2 separate regions of the Sus scrofa genome follow, and region 1 is linked to region 2. The links are chromatin contacts, called in public HiChIP or PLAC-seq maps. All regions are on one chromosome and are shown on one strand. The core of a region is the stretch at or near the end of the contact, and the rest is flanking DNA. Distances in the headings are between cores, read along the strand shown. Region 1 overlaps CORO1C (coronin-1C). Region 2 holds the start of CORO1C (coronin-1C).

The links. HiChIP or PLAC-seq counts read pairs in DNA pulled down with a chosen protein or histone mark.
Region 1: an H3K27ac HiChIP or PLAC-seq map of skeletal muscle shows a contact between it and region 2. The contact joins the enhancer-like site here to the promoter of CORO1C in region 2. A contact is called at or near these places in 1 of 5 promoter capture datasets (fetal skeletal muscle), 12 of 47 Hi-C or Micro-C datasets (alveolar macrophages, blood, brain and 7 more) and 2 of 2 datasets of contacts at active chromatin or transcription factors (alveolar macrophages and skeletal muscle).

Annotation. Positions count from the first base shown.
Region 1 is chr14:42,105,619-42,108,921 of Sscrofa11.1, forward strand. All of the region lies in intron 2 of CORO1C (coronin-1C), which reads left to right. Among named protein-coding and RNA genes, the nearest start is that of CORO1C, 44 kb to the left of the region's middle. Within about 2 kb of position 1,968, at least 75 of the 83 cell types and tissues checked have an H3K27ac peak or open chromatin away from gene starts, as enhancers often do. A contact at or near this core is called in alveolar macrophages, brain, embryonic fibroblasts and 5 more, where this site is marked.
Region 2 is chr14:42,061,558-42,064,858 of Sscrofa11.1, forward strand. It overlaps CORO1C (coronin-1C), which reads left to right and starts at 1,298. Exons shown (of 11, transcript XM_001929345.6): 1 at 1,298-1,425.

The DNA.
Region 1 (3,303 bases), core at 718-3,217, 45 kb after region 2:
CCTTCACTTCCAGCATAAATAGTGCAAAGTTGGTGTTCGCCTCCACTATGATATGGAGAATAAGCCCTGTTCTGCATTTTAGGATTATTGTTAAAAACTGGGTCCACATAGCATCTTTCCACTGTTTGACCTTCAGGAAAAGGCAGTGACTTCATGTCATAGTCATAAAAATGAGGCTCCAAAGTGACATCACAATGTGCTTGGAGGGTCCCCTTCCTACATGGTGTCTTAGTTTTTGCACACGGTGTGGGGGGGTGCTGTCATACCCCCATTCTACAGTGGCAGAAATTGAAACTCAGACTGAGTGATTGCCCAAAGCCATGAGGTCTTTCGTGGATTAGAACCTAGGTCTCTGAGTCTTTATTTGATTTGTATGTGTATATTTTTCACTAACATTTTTTTCCCCAGTGAGTGAAAGATTTTCTAAAAAATAGAAATCATGGTCTAATTGACACTTAATCCTTTGCATTCTTCCTCTGGGATTAGAAGGCTATTTCATTTTGAATAATTGAGGGATTGTGTATAGCAGCAATCCCAGTGTTTTGTTTAATAACAAAAACACTAGCTTGTCAGGGCTCTGGTTCTGGCAGCTTGGAGAATCGTCTTAAGGTTTAGAAAGTCCTTGGTCTGTAGCCTGCCTCACGAGGAGACAGCAGCAGCGATGGAGTTGCAGCATTTCACATCATTGTGGGCTTCCTCTAAGCACCAGGCGCTGTTCTAAGAAGGGCCTTCTTTCACAGACTGGTTCAAAAGGAATGGCAGTCCCCTGATGGTGCTTTTCTCTGCACCCCGGTCACTGCCAGCACCTGCTGGATTTGCATTGGCTGCACCTCCCCCTTACTGTACGGCTGCTGACAGGCAATTTCCATTCCCACAAATAGCGGTGCTCCATTTTGGACGAGGGTGACAGGGCCTGTAGCCTTTTGTATAGATGGGGACCTTGGGCACAGGGTAGTGGAAGGGGCAGGGGAGTGTATTCCTGCCGGTGTCCTGGTGTGTCCTGGGATGCTCACTCACCGCCTCCTGGAATAGATGCTGTGTGTTGCGCTGAGCACCTTCACTGTCGGTGGTCTGGGCCGGGAAAGGCTGGGGGTGGGCGGTGGAGGGTGCAGGGGGAGGGCACCAGGTGCAGAACAATGACTTCCAAATTATGTCCCGAGCTGCCAGCCCTGCGAGCACTGCACGGCCTCATTACCACATGAAGCACCACAGAAGGGCCTTTTCATCTTCTCCCAGTGGCTGTTTTCCACAGTCTTGCTGGGGGCTGGGGTGGGGAGGGGACACCCTCCTCACCCCAGTTAACAATGGAGCACAAAGTCCTGGCAGGAGGAACCTCACAATGTGCCCTGGAGCTATTTTTGATTCCTGCGAGTGGCTGTGACTCAGAGTGTGCCCTGGCTCCCCCTCCCCTCCCCCCTGCCCTGGGAGATGAGCAGCCGCCTGTCCTTTGTGCGTTTCCTTGGCCGCTTCTGCGGCTGCTGCAGTTCACTGATATGTCCACAGCAGCCGGCCCGCAGGCCTGACAGGGCTCTGACAGTGGTTTTTACCATATATGGCCATCAGAGCACTGGGGCTGTCAGCCGGCCAGGATAATTTCCTTCCTTTGCTTTGATTGGCTGCAAGGCGGCTCAGAGAATGGTGGGATCCGGGAGTGTGTGGTGAAGGGAAGCCACTGAGTCAAGTGCAAAGAACGTTTAACTCTTTCCTGGTTATCCAAGTACACCGGCAAGTGCTGCCAGTTGAAGCCTCAGAGTGTAAACGTGATGATAACCCAAGCGGGGGAAGCAAAGAGCAGGTTTCCGAATACCGATCACTAAAATAGACTTGGTTCAGTGGACAAATTTCTGCCGACCTAGTTTGTCCAGAAGCCTCTTTATAACCATATGTAGAAAATGTTCTGCTCTTCCACATTGAATACGTGCTAGCTGGGGGTGGGAACTGAGCTGAGCCTGGGAGGGAAGGCCAAGTCAGGAGGGCGGGGGCTGGAGCACGTGTTGGCTTTCTCAGAGGAACAGGGACTTGGGTTTCCTTTCTGGCTGAGCTTTAAGTTGTGAGTAAATGATACAGGCTACTGAATTGGGTCTGTGCTCTGGTCTTCCTGCTTGTTTACAACCTCTGCAAGATGTGAGCTGCCTAGGCCATGTAGCCCAAGGCTTTTGCCCAAAGAAAAAAAAATTTTTCTGTCTCTCATGCCCCAGTTCAAGGGAGGTAGTTTTCTTCTGAGGCTTGTGGGTAAAGCAGTGCAGAGCTAGATATTGGGAAGGTAGCTCTGGAGCTTTTCATCATTCACAGGGGTCCCATGGGAGGAATCTCCATTGTCGTTGGAGATGACGCTCAGTCCAAATGGTTAGGCAACCAGTTTCTCTCCTTTTGCATTGGATAGCGAAGGCTTTGTTTTAATTTCCTACATTTTCACTTAGATCCATAGTTCTTTTCGCCGTCTAGCTTTTCTTTTTCTGTTTTTTTTTTTCCTTTCTAGGGCTGTACCCGAGGCATGTGGAATTTCCCAGGCTAAGGCTCCGACTGGAGCTGCAGCTGCCAGCCTACACTACAGCCACAGCAACTCGGGATCTGAGCTGTGTCTGTGACCTACACCACATTTCACAGCAACGCTGAGGCCAAGGATTGAACCTGCATCCTCATGGATACTAGTCGAGTTCTTAACCTGCTGAGCCGTAACAGGAACTCCTAGCTTTTCCTTTCAAGCTGAATTGTATTTTGACTAAGTTGTATCTCGTCTTGGGTTCCTAGTTTTATTTGTTCTCAGACCCAAAAGATCTTATGGAATTAGTCGTCTGCAGTGATGAGGTTTTCTGCTTTATGAATTTTTTTTGTTAGGTCAGGAAATTAGGAAATAGAGCTTCTCCATTTCCTGTTGCATATTTAGGCATGATTAAGGAAATGCCAACTCTTCTACTCTTATGCTTTGTGATAATAAAATATCTATAGTTTTACAGTAACTTCCCTCAAGTTCTTAATGGACTTTTAAAATGGTCTATTCATTGTTAAACCCAGTTTTTAAAGAGGACCTGTGATGCCAAAATGGTTTGCTTGGCATTGTCACTTGTGGCCATAAAGAATGTTCCTTTTGCTCCTAGGCAGGTGAGGTCTCTGCAGAGCCATGCTGCCTCTCCCCGGCAGCTTTAGTTGCTGGCTTACTTTACAGGACCGGGTAACCCAATCTGTGTGTTCTATTCCACAGTACCTCCTCTTACCCTCAAGGTTGGCGTTTCTTGTTGCCTTAAAGTAAAACCTCCTCGGGATGTTTTATTCCTTCATCTAGAGCTGTTACTTTCAGTGACC
Region 2 (3,301 bases), core at 48-2,547:
AGCACTGGGAACTGTATCTAGTCACTTGTGATTGAGCATGATGGAGGATAATGTGAGAAAAAGAATATATATACGTATGTGTGACTGGGTCACTTTGCTGTACAGTAGGAAATTGATAGAACACTGTAAACCAACTATAATGGAAAAAATAAAATTATTAAAAAACAAAACAAAGATGCCTTGCTTTGGGCAAGCAAGCCCTATCCTTTCAGATGGTCTGCTTGGTCATTTCAGTTCATCAGGCCCAGTTTCTCCAAATATTGGCATTTTAGAACTTGGTTTTTGAGAAATGATCTCTGGTTATAAAGAGGAAAACTTCATGCTATAGATGAAGAAATTCAGGCCAAGAGGACGAAGGGAACTGCCCCAGGATACACAGTCTGACTGCAGCAGAGAAAGAATCTCGGTGCTCTTTTAAGCTTGGGCTGCCCAGTTATTAAGTGAGGGACTTTGGCCAGGAAGAGGAAGGGAGGGACCCTATATCCTTCATTTCCTCACCTGCGAAATGGGGTCAAGACCTTAAGGCCCTCCTGTGTAGTGGTGGGGGATGTTGGTGTGGTACAGCACCGGGACCCCCACTTTGTGCTAGCGAAGTGACCAAATATAGTGGAAGGGGGAGCATAACGTCGGGAGTCCACAAAAGTGGTTGGAGGGTGCAATGGCAGCAGAGGCGGAGCTTCGGGAACCAGAGGCGGGGACTCGAGAATTCTGGGCGGGGCTTGGAGTTTTAAAGCTGTAAAGCGGGCAGTGGGCGGGACTTGAGATACCGCGAATAGGGTTGCTAGGCTATGGGCGGGGCTTCTAGAAGTTGGGGTGGGGTTTGTGACGACAAGGGGCTGGTTATGAAGGAATGAGAGAGTAGTTGGGCCTAGGGATCCAGGAGGCTGGCGAAGGGTTTGGATGGGGCAGTGGGCGGGGTGCACAGCAGCTGATGTTCTGGTTTTAAGAGACTCGGGGGGAATTTTTGAGGAGCCGGGGGATGTGGCCTTCCAGAGCCAAGCAGGTCAGTGGGCGGAGCTCTAAAGGACACCACTCCTGGTCCTGAGGAGCAGTGGGCGTGGCCTTTCGGCCACTGAGAGGACTAGTGGGAGGTGCGTGCGCTTGGGCACCGCCTTCCTCCGCGGTCCACCTGCATACCTCGGCACGACCAGAAGCGGCGCTAGGGAGAGTAAGGCGTGGAACACAGGCTGGGAAGCGGGCTTCCCCTCCCGGAAGTGGGCGTGGCGCGCCGTAGCCGGGCAGCCCTGGTTGGACGCGGTGCGGCGCGGGGGCGGGGCCTGCGTGCAGCGGCGGGGGCGGGGGCGGCTGTCCGCGCCCCTCCCCCGCGCGGCGCTCAGTGCCAGGCGGGAGGCGGTAGCGGTTGGAGGCTACGCCGGGCTTTGCAGCGGGGACTTCGGCGGCGGCGCCTCAGGCACCTCGGCCCTGGTGAGCTGCGCGCGCCCGGCGGGGCAGCTTGGGAACGAGCTGGGCGGGCGGACAGACCCTGTCCTCTCAGCATGTGCTGGCGCTGGCTGACAGGAGCCGGCGGGGCGTGGGGCAGGGCCCGGTGGAGAGGACAGGGTTAGCTGGAGTGGTCGCGCGCGGCGCGGATCCTTGGGCCAGGAGCCCGCTTGGGCGGGTGTGCTGGGGCCAAGGGGTCGGGGCTGCTGCGGGAGCCTTGGGATTTGGTTGGGAAAGGAGTTGGGGACCGAGGTGCCCAGAATGGGGAGAGTGAACCCGGGTCCTTATGGTGAGGAAGCTGCCCAGGGGAGACTTTTAGGGGCCCAGAACCCTTCTGGCTGGTGAGGAACCGAGCAGGGACTCGGTTACCCTGGGAGGTTTTTAGGGGTCAGGGATCCGCCTGGTTGGGTGGCGTCTTGAGTGGGGAGGGGCTGCCAGAGGCTAGGGCGCAGGGCCAGGGGGCTCCAGGCCTGGGGGCGGGGCTTGAGTCGCCCTGGGGAGCTAGGGGGTTGGGGGGTGGCCCTGGGCTGGGCTCACGTGGGGCCGGGACGTGCTGGGCCTTGCTTAGGAGGGGCGAGGGCGGCGGTCTGGTCTGGGGGTTTCCTACTTTGGGGTACGAGCTGGGCTCTGGGCCCTTAATAGCTGGATTGGGGGTCGAGGAGGGCGGGGCGGGGCAAGAGCTGGAGTGATGTGGGTGGGGGCGGCTTGGGAAGAGGATAAGCCCATGGTGGGAGCGCTGGGCTGGGAGGGGGCGAGGGTTGGGAGAGGAAGAACGGGGCTGGAACGCTATAGGGTCGGGGGCCTGGAGCGTCCGCTTGGACCCAGGATTCAGAGATACGCTCCCCTAATAGCGGAGCAGCTGGCGAGGGACGCAGCAAAAAGGAGCGCGGTGCAGGTGGGGCTCCGCTGCGCCTAAATGACTGAGGATGAGCTCAGATGTTGAGGGTGGAAATGCAGAACCGAGCCCTCCCGCCTGTGCGTACGGGCGCGCAAGCACCAGCTCTCCGTCTCTCAAATGATTTGAATGTGTTGGGGGAAGTGGCAGGCTGCGGGGGAGCCGAGAAGAAAGGGGCTTCCTCTTGGAGGGAGGCGCTGGCCCTGCCGTCCTTTTTTGGGAGTGTTCAAAGGGTTTTGGTCTCTGGAAAAGGAAACGTAGCTTTACTGCATCGTGGTTTAGAATCACATCCTATATTTGGCCTTAATGTAGGCTGTCCTTGTTTTGTGGTGTCTGAAGTCCTTGCTCTACATGTTGCAAACGTGGGATTCAGTGTAAGAAGCAAATTGCAAGTTGCTCATCTCCCCCAGGAGAGCAAGATACGAAGGCCTTTCTTTCCTATGAGACATTTAAATGGAATTGAATATAGTATGTGTTTGTCAACTGGTACTGGGTGGCGAATGTGTTTACTTTTGGAAATAGTTACCACAAAATATTAGGCCCTCTCACCACTGCCTTCCTGCCTGGAATTACATTCTAAAGCAGTACTTGTACGGCTCTTAGTCACTCTATATAATAATGCATTTCATTGTCCTTATCTGGCAGAACTCTCTCCTGACACCAGGGCTTGCTAGAATAGACAGAAACATGATTAAGTATAAGCAGTTGTTTTGTACCATCTGTTCAGTTGTGAAGGCAAATATCTGTTCATGTTACTTCACTTTCTGCATTTCCTATAAAACCGAAGAAATGAGAAATGTCTTATTTGGGACTTGATTCTGTATATTTCAGAAAACTAATTTAAGGAAACTAATTTTTTTTTTTTTTTTTTTTTTTTTTTGGCTTGGAGGTACATTTCAGGGTCGCAGTGTTTGGATATGAAGCCTAATAGTAACTGTTGGGTCTGAGAGGTTGCCTAAATAAATA